Linked DNA regions of Salmo salar: region 2 is linked to region 1. Evidence: chromatin contacts called from public Hi-C data. All regions are on one chromosome and are shown on one strand. The core of a region is the stretch at or near the end of the contact, and the rest is flanking DNA. Distances in the headings are between cores, read along the strand shown. Region 1 holds the start of LOC106573600 (cold-inducible RNA-binding protein B). Region 2 holds the start of yjefn3 (YjeF N-terminal domain containing 3).

Evidence for each region. Hi-C and Micro-C count contacts between places; a contact is called where the count stands out from the background.
Region 2: a contact with region 1 is called in a Hi-C map of muscle, with 13 times the contacts expected there. The contact joins the promoter of yjefn3 here to the promoter of LOC106573600 in region 1. A contact is called at or near these places in 2 of 3 Hi-C or Micro-C datasets (gill and muscle).

The regions. Positions count from the first base shown.
Region 1 is chrssa16:38,554,428-38,561,570 of Ssal_v3.1, forward strand. LOC106573600 (cold-inducible RNA-binding protein B) reads left to right here and starts at 3,865. Exons shown (of 7, transcript XM_014148783.2): 1 at 3,865-4,127; 2 at 5,205-5,319; 3 at 5,478-5,584; 4 at 5,696-5,867; 5 at 6,306-6,396; 6 at 6,673-6,737. The coding sequence starts at 5,220. It overlaps LOC106573597 (cold-inducible RNA-binding protein B), which reads left to right. Exons shown (of 9, transcript XR_001321378.2): 6 at 91-158; 7 at 2,763-2,849; 8 at 3,223-3,305; 9 at 3,444-3,980.
Region 2 is chrssa16:38,728,775-38,735,811 of Ssal_v3.1, forward strand. It overlaps yjefn3 (YjeF N-terminal domain containing 3), which reads right to left and starts at 4,333. Exons shown (of 6, transcript XM_014148772.2): 1 at 3,961-4,333. The coding sequence starts at 4,016. It overlaps LOC106573796 (testis-specific serine/threonine-protein kinase 6-like), which reads left to right and starts at 5,533. Exons shown (of 1, transcript XM_014149145.2): 1 at 5,533-7,016. The coding sequence starts at 5,536. The coding sequence ends at 6,405.

The sequences.
Region 1 (7,143 bases), core at 2,615-5,114:
GGCTTTTACCTTCAGAAGTTGTTTTTCTAGGATAATTGTGTACTTTTCCTTGGTTTCCGTTAACCAGCATTCATATGTGCACATTTTTAGGAGTGGCGGTGAAAGTGGTTATGGTGGCCGCTCTGGGGGATCCTACAGAGACAGCTATGACAGCTATGGTAAGTTTGATGTAGCCTAGTTGCCATGATCTCACTGTTGGTATGGACTAGAAATGTTTAGTACGGACTGGACATGATTGCATAGACTCCCAGAATGGCCCTGTAAGACTTGTTGCTCAGTATCCGAAAGCCTGTGCCCTCTTGGATTAGCATGTTAAAATTCTCAGGTCTGCTCAAATCCAGCTCTGCCACCCACCCAGAAGCAGAAAGACATTTCAATATTTTTTTCCACTGAGTCAGTCTTCTTTTGAAGAGGCATAAGTTCACGTCCAATGCCCCTTGCCCTGATGCTTTACTGTTGCAATGAGAACCTTATGAGAACTGTGGCACAAAATATGAATAGGTTCTAGTCTACTGTGTGAGAAATGTCCGAATGCTGCAGTGCCTTTACACTTGTGGCTTCTTCTTGTCCTCAGCTACACACGAGTAAAAACAAAAACAAACTTCCTGATTGCAAGATCGTCCCTTCGCTGGCTGTTTTTTAAAAGATGCGCTCTTCGAAGACACTTTTTTTTCTTCTGTTTGTGGTATCTGGTTCTAGTGTTTTCTTTAACAAACTTGGCAGTATCTTTAGTTTTTTGTGTTGTGTTCTACATGGCAGTAATTGAAATCCTGTAGCGTTTAATTACTGTAAGCCTTGACGCTCACTAAGGATCTTAATACCTTAAGTTCAGTATGCCCTCCTGGTGTTGTAGGAAAAGTGGACACTGGGAGAATCAAATTTAATAATTAATGGCTTTATTTGCAATGAAACCTGTTTCCACCGTTGACTCGTAATCTGTTCAACACAGCCTGATAGCTTCTAAGACAAATTCAGCCTTGACCATGTTCCTGCTCAATCGGAAGACTCATATCAGTAGTAACATGTTTCCATTTAAGCTTATTTTAACTGCCGTTGTGAATTCTGGACTTAAAAAAAAAGAATCTGTGAAATTTACACTAGAAGCTTGACAAGCTGTGATGTGCTCCTTCAGTTCTGTAATGCATTCCTTTAGTGTAACAAGGTAGGAATGCTAAGTGGGAGCACTGGTTTCCAGCAGACCACCTTGATATTGCTAAAGATTTGTAAATACTCAGTATCCAAAGAGTGAATGACTTTGACTGGCGAAACAACTTCATTTCATTGAAAGGTATACTAGGTGTTTGCAGCCTTCTGCAGTTGGCCTAAGGTACTTTGCTGTTCTCAAACGTGCATAATATGATGGACTGAAACATTCACGATCACTCAATGTTACTACAAGGATATGTGCTCTCTGTTCTGTGTACAAACACCTAATTTTTTTGTATATCCTGGCTTCATGAAGCCTATTAAACAATCCGTTGAAAATGCTCTGATTTCTTGTGCCTTCAAAGAACTTAAGCCTGTTCACACTAAGCCAGCTGAATGTTATGCAATGCGAGTTTGGTAGGGAGAGATGTCGTAAGTGGGTTGAGAGAAATGATAGCATAGTCTCTGCTGGAAAGGGTTTTCTGAAAGGTGGGATCTCATTTTGGAAGGGTGGCTGAATTAATACTCAGAGGATGCTGAAAGATCTAACCTGAAGCTAGTCATTGTGGGGGGCCTGGGTGTGTTGAAAGCAGAATAGAAATGAAATGTCATCCTGGTGCTGGCACTGGTTCTTTTATAATGCTTCATTGCGCCCAAGAGCTCTACTATCGTTTTGGAACTCAACAAAGTCCTTGGAGAATGAAGTGTTGTGCCTACCGACACGTGAATCCGCTCTGGTGAATGCTGCTCTCTTGGCTAGTTCATAAGTGGAAATAGGCCAGTAATGTGAGGTAAAGACTTTTGCTCTCCTGTTCGCATCCCTCAAAGTTCTCATTTTGATGTCCATCTTAACTGCCTTCAACTTTACCCAACTACCGCTGTCACTTCCTCAGGCCCTAGCAGTTACTGTTCAGAACCCTGAGTTGCATGAGTACGTCCAGTAGCGTATCCTGTTTTTTTTTTTTTGTAGAATTTTCACCCTGTCCCCCATAGACCATTGGGACTACTAGACTCTGAAAATGGCCATTGAGCTTTTGAAAATTCCATAAGTTGTCATGGCTCAAGTATCCCTAGTGTAAAACAAGATCCTCCCAGTTTTGATCTGTGACACTACAAGTACTGTTCTCCCAGTGATTGCAAAAGATGGCTTCATCGTAAAGGTAGACTCAACAAAATGACGTTGTCACAAGCAGAAGTGCAGACATTGGGATGCAAGAGACTTTACTTGGTCACACTATCTGTGCACGGGTTCGCTTCAAAGTGTTTTAGCCAGGGCACCAAAACAGCGGAGAAGTTGAGCCTTGTGCTTCAATGTGTTTAGTAGTTGTGGAAATTGACCCACTATGCTGTTCACTTTCTGCATCTGTCATATCGCTGAGTCTACCTCAATTCTAGACAGCTATCACCTTTCTACTTTTGCTTGTCAAGTTTATCACTGTAATTTGTTTATATAAAACATCTTAACATTCAATCAACTTTGATAGGATAAACACTGTCTAATGCTAGAAGTTGATGCTGTTTAGCACATCTGTAGTTCATGTTGATAAGCAAATGCATGTCATATTGTTGCCCTCAAAAGCTGTACTCAACTAATTACAGTCTTGTTACTCGATCAGGTTAAACTAAGCGTTGGATGTGAAAGCCTGCTTTAACACGAGGTTGGACTTCGACGCTGACTAGTTCGTTCCAGTGCTTCCTTGGAGGTGGGTATTCTCTGACGTGTACTGCATGCCTTTGAGCTGTAGTCATGGGCCCTGTGCGTTCCCCTTAAATGATGTAATCACTGATCTGACACCTTTTATTGGTGAAAGCAGTGTGGAACCCTGCTTTTACCTGTCCTTTAGTCAGATGAGATCGGGTATCACTCAAGGAAGGGTTCGTATTTGCAGGATACAACCAGTGCATGTTTTAAATTGGCTTGTAAGGCTACGGGCCCATTCAGATACATGAACACTGAAATCGTATACGACCTACATTGTTAGTCCATCAAAGGTACAAGTCAACTTTTGGATGTGTTCAGAAGAGTTGCATCCATCAAAGGACGGACGTGTTTTTTTTTTTTTTTTTCAAACCTAGTGTCTACGGCCTTGTGGGACCTCCCTACAGAATATGCTTACACCAATCCAATGCTTTTAAATGTGGGGAGAAGTACACACTTGGTGAGAATTGGGGATGCATGCTGTTGATCTGACTTAACAGTAGCGTATGGTGCAACTGACTTGAGTGCACTGCTAGAATTGTAAACTCATCTGTCATTTTACTTTATTTCTTCTGACTAATTTGTAACTTTATTCCAGGTTCACCACAGGATGGTTTGCCCTGAAACGGCTCCTTGGAAAATCGTCACCAGGAGATATCTTTAATACTGAACTAGAGATGTGCAGCTGAACTGGACTTGTCGTTTAGTCAAGACCTGCCTTGGAATGGGAGTGCATATCTGAACCAGATTTGATATATCCATGATGTTTACCAAACGGATTGTCATTCTGGTGTGCCAATGCCTGTATTACCAGTATACACTTTTTTTTTTTGTGAAGTACTCAAATGAACGTCATGGAAAATGAATGGATTAAATCTATTTTTTGAAAATTGGTTCTCTTGCACATGTTATAGTACATTCTTGTAATGTCTATTTTAGGTGTAGTACAGTGCACACAAGAACATTTCTGATGGTGAATTGACTTTCCATTCAGGACTACTCATTGTAGTTGTTGCATGTATTGACCCAAAGATGGGCAAATGCACAGGCAGTTGTACTTTTGCGTTAACTTGGTTGTAGTTGATCCTCCAACGTAACAAATTGACTTTGATAAATAAAATAATCTGAAATGCTATTCCTTGAGCCGTGGAGAGTAATCTGTTTAATATTCATAAGTTGGGCGTAACTGCAAGGGACGCATCAATACATATACCGGGAGGCCCCGCATCTCATTCATTCCCATCTGCTGCAGGTCGGTCGCAAGATTCTGTTTTTGTCGGAGGTAAGCGATTGTAATAACCTTTTTCATAAATGTTTGTGTTCGTAAACGTATTTAATTCGGGACAGGAGCTACCAAGATTGTGGCAGGCTAAATGAGTGTGACATCACCCGAGGAGGAGTCTGAAGGTGGCTCAAGATGCAGCTAACTAGCGAGCAGGTAGCCAACGATAACATCCTCATGCTAGTAAATTGTGTTCGTTGTCCGAATTAATTGACAATTATATTGTGGTGTGCGGAACAGACCAACTTTCTTGTATTCGCCATAATGCCGATGCCCACATTTTGCTATGCGAGCGAGCGTGCTCAGTAACCTTAGTCGATGCAATGACGCAGTGATAGCTGGCTAGTCGGGGGCCATTAGCACTATCATAAATGGCGCCGTTGTTGGACAGTGTTGAACAAAGGGAGTTGCACATCTAGGCCTGGGACATGAGGGGGCGGGGGAAGACGATGTCGCTTACTGATTTGTACTAAAAACGGAACTGAATCGCACGCACTCATCTGCTTGTGGAGCGAGGACCGCTTTTTGTTGCTAAAACGCAAATTTCATTGGCTAGGTACCGTAAACTGGCTAGCTACGGTAGCGTTATATTGGGAAAGAGGACGAGAAGGCAGCGCTAGCTACCAGGGGGCAGGATGGTTTTGGGCCTTTATGAGCTAAGTCCCCCCCATACGCATTTGTTCTTCACTCGCTGGCACTTGACTTTTTTATGAAACTTGCTAGGTTACCTTCATTTTGGTAATACAACATACTTGGCATTGGATACAAATACAAAACAGAATCATGCCAAACAACTGTTAAAATAAATGTTATTGCGTGTGTAAATGCACCATTGCAAGAATAGAACACGAACAGAGGTTTGCATCCAATAATAACCTGCTATCCAGTGGCGTAGGCACTGCCAGGCCCACCTAATCAGATTTAGCAAAACAAAAAAACATTTATATGTATTATATACTTAGAACTCCCCGTTGGCCCATCCACCAATGAATTTCTGCCTCCAGCCCTGCTGCAAACAGTTCATTGCAAATACATCTTTGCATCCATAATAAACAAGTTATTTCTTCCCTTCAGCAGTGGTGAAAAGGAAGGATGTCTGACGAAGGGAAGCTTTTTGTGGGTGGCCTCAGCTTTGACACTAATGAACAGTCATTAGAAGATGTATTCTCCAAATATGGGCAAATATCTGAAGGTAAGCAACTAACTGTTGGATATTGGGTGCAATGTAAAAAATGTTTTTTTTTAAAATATATATCTGGTGGTCCACTATTTGAACATGCTTTGAATGATACACGTCTTGCAAGGTTGCCTTGTGTCTCTATAGTCTTTAAATAACATTTCTCTGTATAGTTGTTGTAATTAAAGACAGAGAAACTCAGAGGTCCAGGGGCTTTGGTTTCGTCACCTTCGAGAACCCAGATGAGGCCAAGGATGCTATGCTGGCCATGAACGGCAAGGTGACAATTAAACCTAAACTCCGCCCTGAAACACAACACTGTCTTGACTGTGCAACGACGATATTAATGGTGTATTCTTTATTTTATCTTCCCCAACCTTTTCTGTGTCAGTCTCTTGATGGCAGACAGATCCGTGTCGACCAGGCTGGCAAATCTGGCGGTGGTGGCAGGTCCGGAGGCGGATTCCGAGGGGGCTCTTCAGGCGGCAGAGGAGGTGGAGGAGGATACTTCCGTGGAGGCAGAGGTGGTGGTGGTGGAAGAGGTGGGCGTGGCTTCTCACGAGGCAAGTTTGTTGTTTTCTATCCTACAGCATCCTGACCTTGAGTGTCCCTCCCTCGTTTGCCTTGGAGTGACTGACACCCCAGTCCCAACCCTACAAAGATGTCCTCACACCTGTGCTAGCCTGGGATTCTGTGGCTTGCAGAACTAACCAGAAGTAGTCAGTGCATATGCGTGCACCCCGCGCTCTGACCCTCCCCTCTGGTCCCTCATCCTTAATAACCACTCCTACGTTCCCATGTCTTTTTCTTTTGCAGTGACTGTTGCTGTTGTCTAGTAGCTGTAGAGGTTTGATTGAGACATCTGTTGGGCTACTGATAGCATGTCCAAACTGAAGAGTGGTGTTCGATATTCTCTTATCAACACATTTAACCATAAGATGAGTGCATGGCTGCTTTTAGCATTCCTTTGAGTCAGCTGTTAACCACAAGTTATATTACAGGTGGTGGAGACCGGGGATATGGTGGTGGACGTTACGACAACAGAAGTGGAGGCTCATACGGATCAGAAAGAGGCTACTACAACAAAGACAGGTGAATAGTGATGATATACCATCTCAGCTACATAAAGTCACATTTGCATATACATAGCTACTTTATTTTAGGCAATTGATAGAATTTGGTAAGACAAAGGAAAGGTGAAGGGTATAGATCCTATAGGTAAATCACAATATATTTTAAGAAGCCATGTGCCCATTTTGACAGTAGGCAAGCACTTTTAGGAAGACCATTTAGAATTTGATGTTACTCAACTTGCTTCTGCTCGTCAAATTCTTGTTTACTGATGTACATTTCTGCTTCTGTCCACAGAGCGCAAGGAGGAGGATACGGAGATCGTTCAGGAGGTTCGTACAGAGACAGCTACGATAGCTATGGTGAGGCTTCTTATAAGCTTACACAAGTGTAGGGAGTCAGGATAGGCAGCCAATCTGGTGCCTGGACAGCAACATCCCTGAAAGCTACCATAGATTTGGAATCGGCCAATCAACACCAGAGCCGAGGCAGGTTCTTGCCCTGTATAGCAGCTGGATGGGCTCCTCTCAGACCGGGTTGCCCCCTATGTTCTTGGACCAACTGATGGATGAAAATATCAGTGAAATGAGTCATTTTCTCAATGCATGAGGCCTTTAGTCATGTGTAATGGAGAAATGGGGTCCCTATTCCCATTCTTTCCTGACCATATTGGGAAATACACCCTCCCAAGTTACACTTTTGGTGTTTTACAATATGTGGTACATAATTCATCTTCAAGAATAAAGAGGAGTTGCAAATTAACCTAGT
Region 2 (7,037 bases), core at 3,083-5,582, 170 kb after region 1:
GTAAAATAGTCATATGTTTGAAAGATTGAAGTTTTCGGATTTTCAAGGACTTTGTATTTCGCGCCACGCCTATCATTGGATATTGGAGCAGGTGTTCCGCTAGTGGAACGTCTAGATGTAAGAGGCTAAAGTAATGGACTGTCGTTTCTCTTTGCTTATTTGAGCTGTTCTTGCCATAATATGGACTTGGTCTTTTACCAAATAGGGCTATCTTCTGTATACACCCTACCTTGTCACAACACAACTGATTGGCTCAAACGCATTAAGAAGATAATAAATTCCACAAATTAACTTCTAACAAGGCACACCTGTTAATTTAAATGCATTCCTGGTGACTACCTGATGAAGCTCGTGGAGAGAATACCAAGAGTGTGCAAAGATGTCATCAAGGCAAAGGGTGGATACTTTGAAGAATCTAAAATATATTTTGACTTGTTTAACACTTTTTTTTGGTTACTACATGATTCCATATGTGTTATTTCATAGTTTTGATGTCTTCACTATTATTCTACAATGTGGAAAATAGTTCAAATAAAGAAAAAACAATGAATGAGCAGGTGTGTCCAAACTTTTGACTGATGCTGTACATGGAAACATTAAGCAATCTGGGAATAAAGAAATAAAGGGCAGGAAGCTATGAGTTTCAGGTGGTTTTCTTAAAAATGGCATTGTTGGTTAAGGGCTTGTAAGTAAGCATTTCACGGTAAGGTCTACACCTGTTGTATTCGGCACATGTGACAAATACAATTTGATTTCTAAAGGGGGGGAAGATTCTATGGAAAGGGCTTTTATAATACAGGGTAAAAAAAAATAAAGACAACACAATACTACAGATGCAATATTAAATGGGGCTAAGAAAAGGGGTGGTATAAGGTAGATAGGCGAAATGGTGACAGCCTTAACAATGGACAATGGCGTGTAAAAGGTCAACCTTTATTAACAGAGTACAACATAACAATTAAACTGGCATGACACTTTCGCATGTGGTTTACCCAAAGAGAGCTGATACAAGGCCTCCAACAAGCCACGCCTCCAGATCCTCTAATAGGCTGACACAGCTACAACATATTTTGTCAACATTTATTTTTATTGTACTTGACACATACCAAAAGCACTACAATGCATTCAAATGGATTTAAATGACTACAAAAATTACTCCAAACATGATACATTATTAGTCATGTAGTGGCTCCATGTCTTTCACATCTTGGGCACTAGATTTTTTCATAGTTTAATTAAACTGAAGACAGGCATTTCCTAAAGTCCTTTTTTATGTAACCTCTTGAGATGGCAACTGTTTTATGAAGTTTAACAAAACGTAGTTTTTTTTACTCACCATAACAATTTAAATAATCTCCACTAACCATGTTTCCATCCACAGTTTTCATGAGAGTAAAATCATACCATTATATATTTTTTAATGTCACGATAGCTGCGATGGAAACGGGAAGTTTTGGTACAATTTTATAAATGACGACATAATTTGTTCGTTCGACATGGTGGGATCTTTTTTGTCTGTAAAATGTATTATGCGAGAAACGTCTTTATGCGCAAATATTGATATAACAACCATCATATCGAAATAAACTCACGCGATGATATGTTGTGTGGTCCTCCCACTATAATTTGAGAAACCATGCCGTTTATTACGCTACAGACGACATAAATTATGATCAACTTCACAGGGCGGTGAAAGTGCACGATGATCTTGATGCTTGATTCCAATAAATATCGATGGTCTTATTCTTGTGACATGATGATCGATGTTTGACAAATGAATTTATTCTCGTTTTTATCCATAATAATCTCATCATATAGACTAGCATACCCGCACTGTATCTGGAAACTGTTGGCTAGAGCACACGTTCCAAGACCAGAGTAGGCACATTTGCCATTTAATACAAACGTTTTTGTGACACAACTATCGGTAGAGCTGAAAATGAGATGGAAAATTTTAGATTTTTATTTTGTACATGAAAGCGTAAGTGAAAAACTACATTTTGTGTGCACTACGTCATCACGCACTGCTTTTTGTCTGCAACAGGTCAGTTTGGTGGAAACACCACTGGTGGGAAAATACGCCTATTTTGTTTATGCAGATTTTGGACTATTCGCATCAAAATTTGCCGCCAATTGGATGGAAACCTAGCTAATGGTCAATACGTAAAGACTCATTAAGAATCCTCTGAAGGGGCAAACTATGTCATATGCTGAATTAGGAAACACCTTGGACACCCTGTAGACCAGATGTCATAGCCATGCATTTCTGGAATTGTCATGCATCACATGCATTTGAGCAAAGATGCAAATGTGTGTACATGCATCTCTGGAATACATGTAATATCTCTGGAATACATTTAATGCATGTTAAGTGAAATATATTGACATGTATTTATTTTTTCTATTGGACTATGTGGACATGTGGATGAGTGTAACCTGCTCTGAGGTGCCCACCTCCAGGTACCACTGTCATGCTGTTATTTTTATTTTATTTAACCAGGCAAGTCAGTTAAGAACAAATTCTTATTTACAATGACGGCCTACTCCGGCCAAACCCCGACGACGCTGGGCCAATTGTGCGCCGTCCTATGGGACTCCCAATCACGGCCGGATGTGATACAGTCTGAATTCGAACCAGGTACTATAGTGACGCCTCTTCCACTGAGATGCAGTGCCTTAGACCGCTACACCACTCGAGAGCCATGTAATGGACTGATTAGCTAACATGCATCTCTGATTTACAAGTGATGAAATTACACTTTAAGACAGCAGCAGGGACATGGTTAGCATACCAACACTAAATTAAACATGACTAGCTGCTTCAATCACAGGAACAGTAATTATAATTCATTCAGGCATCTTGATCCCACTAAGGAAGACAAGTGGAGAGAGGTTGGAACTGCCTACAATACACGCAGGCAGGAACAGTTAGATTTTCTAGGGCAGATGTATGTTTTGTCCATAGTCTCTGCCAATATCTGATCCAAGTACTAAAAACAATACTCTTAGATCAATGTATGCAAATTGTATTCAGAGTTATGGTTTGATATTATATATATATATATATATGTATGGAGTTTTTAAATATATATATATATATATATTTAAAAACTTCATACATTTATAAATAATGTACATTATAGAGTTCATCATCATCTTTCGTATCAACACAGTGTATTACAATCAGCCTAGAACTTAGTCTTCTGTCTTAGACAGACAGGGGATCTCCGGCAAGTGATTCACATCCTGCTCCAAATCAGTACCTGACAGGCAGGCAGCAGAATCAAGCCCTAGCAGGTATCACCTTAGCCCTTGATTATGACAGTTCCATTACATTACACATACGAGTCATTGGACGAAGGTGTCTTCTGTGCTTGGTCTGAACATTAACACGCATCACTTGCGGAACAGTTTTGGAAGCATAAGGACCTTATCTTTCACATCAGAGAGAAATCATTTTCAAATTGTCTAACGACACAAATATATTGTCACTGAAAAATACTCTCGGCTGCAACTGTGTTCAAACCGCCTTGATATGAGTCCCCCTTTGTTCTTTTTCAAACAATCTCTCTTTCTGTCCTCTCTCTCTCAGGGCTGCGAGAGAAACATGAGTTGGTGCGACAGGTTTTGTTATGTTGCATAAAAGTACAGTAATGAATGCAGTCGGCAGCCACAGGGGGACTGCTCTGGACACGTGTCTCTACACAGAACCACCTCTCTGGATGAAAACCTACATCACACACCCAACTTTATGTCTACAATATAAAAACATAAAAACATGCATAAAAGCTCATACGCCATCAGCTATCAAAAGGTCAGTTCACATTTACAAGCAGGATGTGTAAAACAGAGTTCACAATCCATAATAAAATATGTAGGCTACTGCCAGCCAGCATTGGATCATTTTTGTCAATTGAGAGCAGGAATAGCTGTGTTGCCCTAATTCTGCTAAGTGCCTACCTGAGATACCGCATTAGCTCGATGGTCTCCGCCGGTTCAGTCGAGCTGTGGTTCATCTTTTGGCAGCCTGGGAGGATTCAGTACAGACGCAGAAGACGGGTAGAATGAGCTACACTGCTTTACAAAATACACTCTTGTTCTCTCTCTCTGTCTGCTATTTCCCACTCAGAACGCTCTCTCTCATGTTTGTATCAGCAGCCCTTCTCTGAGTGAGACAGCCAATTAAGACGCAGGGAGATATGGACGTAGCCAGCTGATTGGCCCAGCCGTCGGTGAGTCGTAGAAGCTCAGACAGAAAGTACTGCCCCCCTCAGTGGCAAAACCAACAAACCCTCTGTGGAGAAACTGGAGTAGAGTGGGGAATGCCTCAAAGCTCTGCAGATTACAGTCACACAGACACAATAACAATGCCTGTCATCTTATAGAGGGGGAGGCTGGAAATGCATACAAATGTATATAGACACATTTGAATTTCACATCTTTGGTGGCATTGAGCATAATACAACATTCACAAAATCCCATAAATACCAGATTAATGTATTGCATTGAATATATTGATGGTTTAATCTGTGCCTGAAACTTGAAGTAGATGGGATCATGGTTATATGTGTTTGAAGCATGAAAGAGAATAAAACATGTTTACGGTAAATCCCCAACTGCACACACACACAAATTATGCATGCAAATCCATGACGCAAACACACACACACACACACACACACACACACACACACACACACACACACACACACACACAACCTCCATAAGCAGAAGTGTATACAGTGCAGTAAAAACAACCATTGCCAATAGCTACCAAGCCAAGGGCTGTGGCTTCTAACTTGGTCGAGATATCAAACAATAGCTCACATTGTTCAGGAAAGGTCAGTGCTGCTCACAACATTCTAGCCTGTTCTACATTCCAGCAGGCCTGCTCTATGAAGTTCTATCTAACAGTCAGCCAACAGCCTGCTCATTTTATGAACAATTGAAAGTCCAGTTGTTTTTGGTCAGTTTGTATAGTGTGGTGAGTGACAGGACAATGGGAAGACACTCATCTGGACACCAATTTTGGGGAAAATGTAGATTAGACTCCTTCCTTTTTGTTCCTTCTATTGAGTAAGTCCTTGTAGAAAAGGGACCCCCAAACAGCTGTACCTGTGTATTTATAGAGACAGACACATGCATGAGGCCAAGGAGATTCTTGGTGCGGTCTGCCACCCTGAGGTCATATTAAGACATTACAGCTAACAAAATCCAATTAGAGGGATTGTTGCATTTCATACAGCCAAGTAGACAAAATAAGATAAAAATGTATTCATTATTGATCATATTCAGTAATATGTGATTATTTAGGCTTGCCCAGCATGCCACTAACGATAAACCCTCATGTGCTGGCAGCTTTTGCTAGTTTTAATGTCTATGGTTGTCATAATGTCGTCATAATGCACGCGCAAACACTACCGTGACCTTATCAATATGTGTCTCCAATGTTTTTTTATCTCAACGTTGTCACCGCCACCTGAGACACCTAACTGTTCCTCAAATTGGTCGAAGATCGCGCGACCACCGGTGTTCATGACCCGATGGGGCAGCAGCCAGACAAATTTTGAAGAGCAGAAAGTCAAACATACCTTTTTGAACATGTGCACTGAAAAAGTTCTGCGCGGGATGGGCTACAAATTGGGGGTGACAATCGGCGAGGGAAGCTACTCCAAAGTCAAACTGGCAAGCTCCCAGAAACACAATTCTGAGGTCGCCATAAAAATTGTGGACCGCAAAAAGGCTCCTCACGACTTTGTCCACAAGTTTCTACCCAGGGAGCTGACACTTCTGAGGGAAGTGAGACATGACAATATTGTCCATGTGCATGAATTCATCGAGGTTTGCAACGGCCGACTATACATCGTGATGGAAGCGGCAACAACGGACCTTCTCCAAAAAATCCAAGAGGTAAATTCCATCCCCATTGTCCAAGCCAAGACCATGTTCTCCCAGATTGTCAGTGCTGTGAACTATCTCCATCAACACAACATCGTCCACCGAGACATGAAATGTGAGAATGTACTGCTGACTAGGGACAACCAAGTCAAGATCACGGACTTTGGTTTTGGGAGGTTTGCCATGGGCTATCCTGAGCTGAGCAGCACTTACTGTGGTTCCGCGGCCTACGCCGCACCCGAAGTACTGCTTGGAGTTCCATACGACCCCAAGAAATATGACGTGTGGAGCCTGGGTGTGATTCTGTATGTCATGGTCACTGGGTGCATGCCTTACGACGATTCCAATGTCCGCAAACTCCCTCGCGCTCAGCGCATGGCCTTGGTCTACCTGGATGACATCACCGTGGAAGAGCCATGCCAGCTGTTCATTGCCTATCTGTTGCAGTTCAGCCCTTCTTCCCGCCCGACAATCCAACAGGTGGCAGAGCAGTCTTGGTTGCAATAGGCAAGGATGTGCATGATTAAATCATGTGTACCCTAATTGGAAATCCGACCACTTTCATTTGTTAATTTAGGTTAATGATAGCTATTAGCTGCTGGACATATTGTAGGTCTATTAATGTGCTAATTTATTCAGATGTATTCATGAAGTTATTTTGTCTTTTGTACAATATAAAGCTATAAGTAGACTGTTGGGAGACAAAAAAAAGCTACAACCAAAAAGTAAAACATTCAATAATTTGTTGGACTGTAGGCCTGGCTACCTTGCATAGTCTACTTTTCTCTTCCGTTCGTAATGAAACACATGGAGCGAACATTTTTCACTGAACCTACCAACTGACCTGTTGAAACAGATGAGTCGTATACCATTGTAACAATATCTGAAGCTTCGTTTACACCTGTAAATCAGAAGGATTTGACAGTTGAATATGCAACCACGCACAAATCTACACAGGCACAGCACCTCCTCACTTTTGAAACGCTCAGCTTCAAAATGTCAAGCAGGAAGACACAGGTATCTTCTCTTGAACCGAAGAGAGCGCGCGGCCTGTGACCTGAACGTCAACGCAATCAAGGGGGAAAGACACACTGCTTTGGAGAGGCATGACCAGACAACCGACGCAACCGCTCTAAACT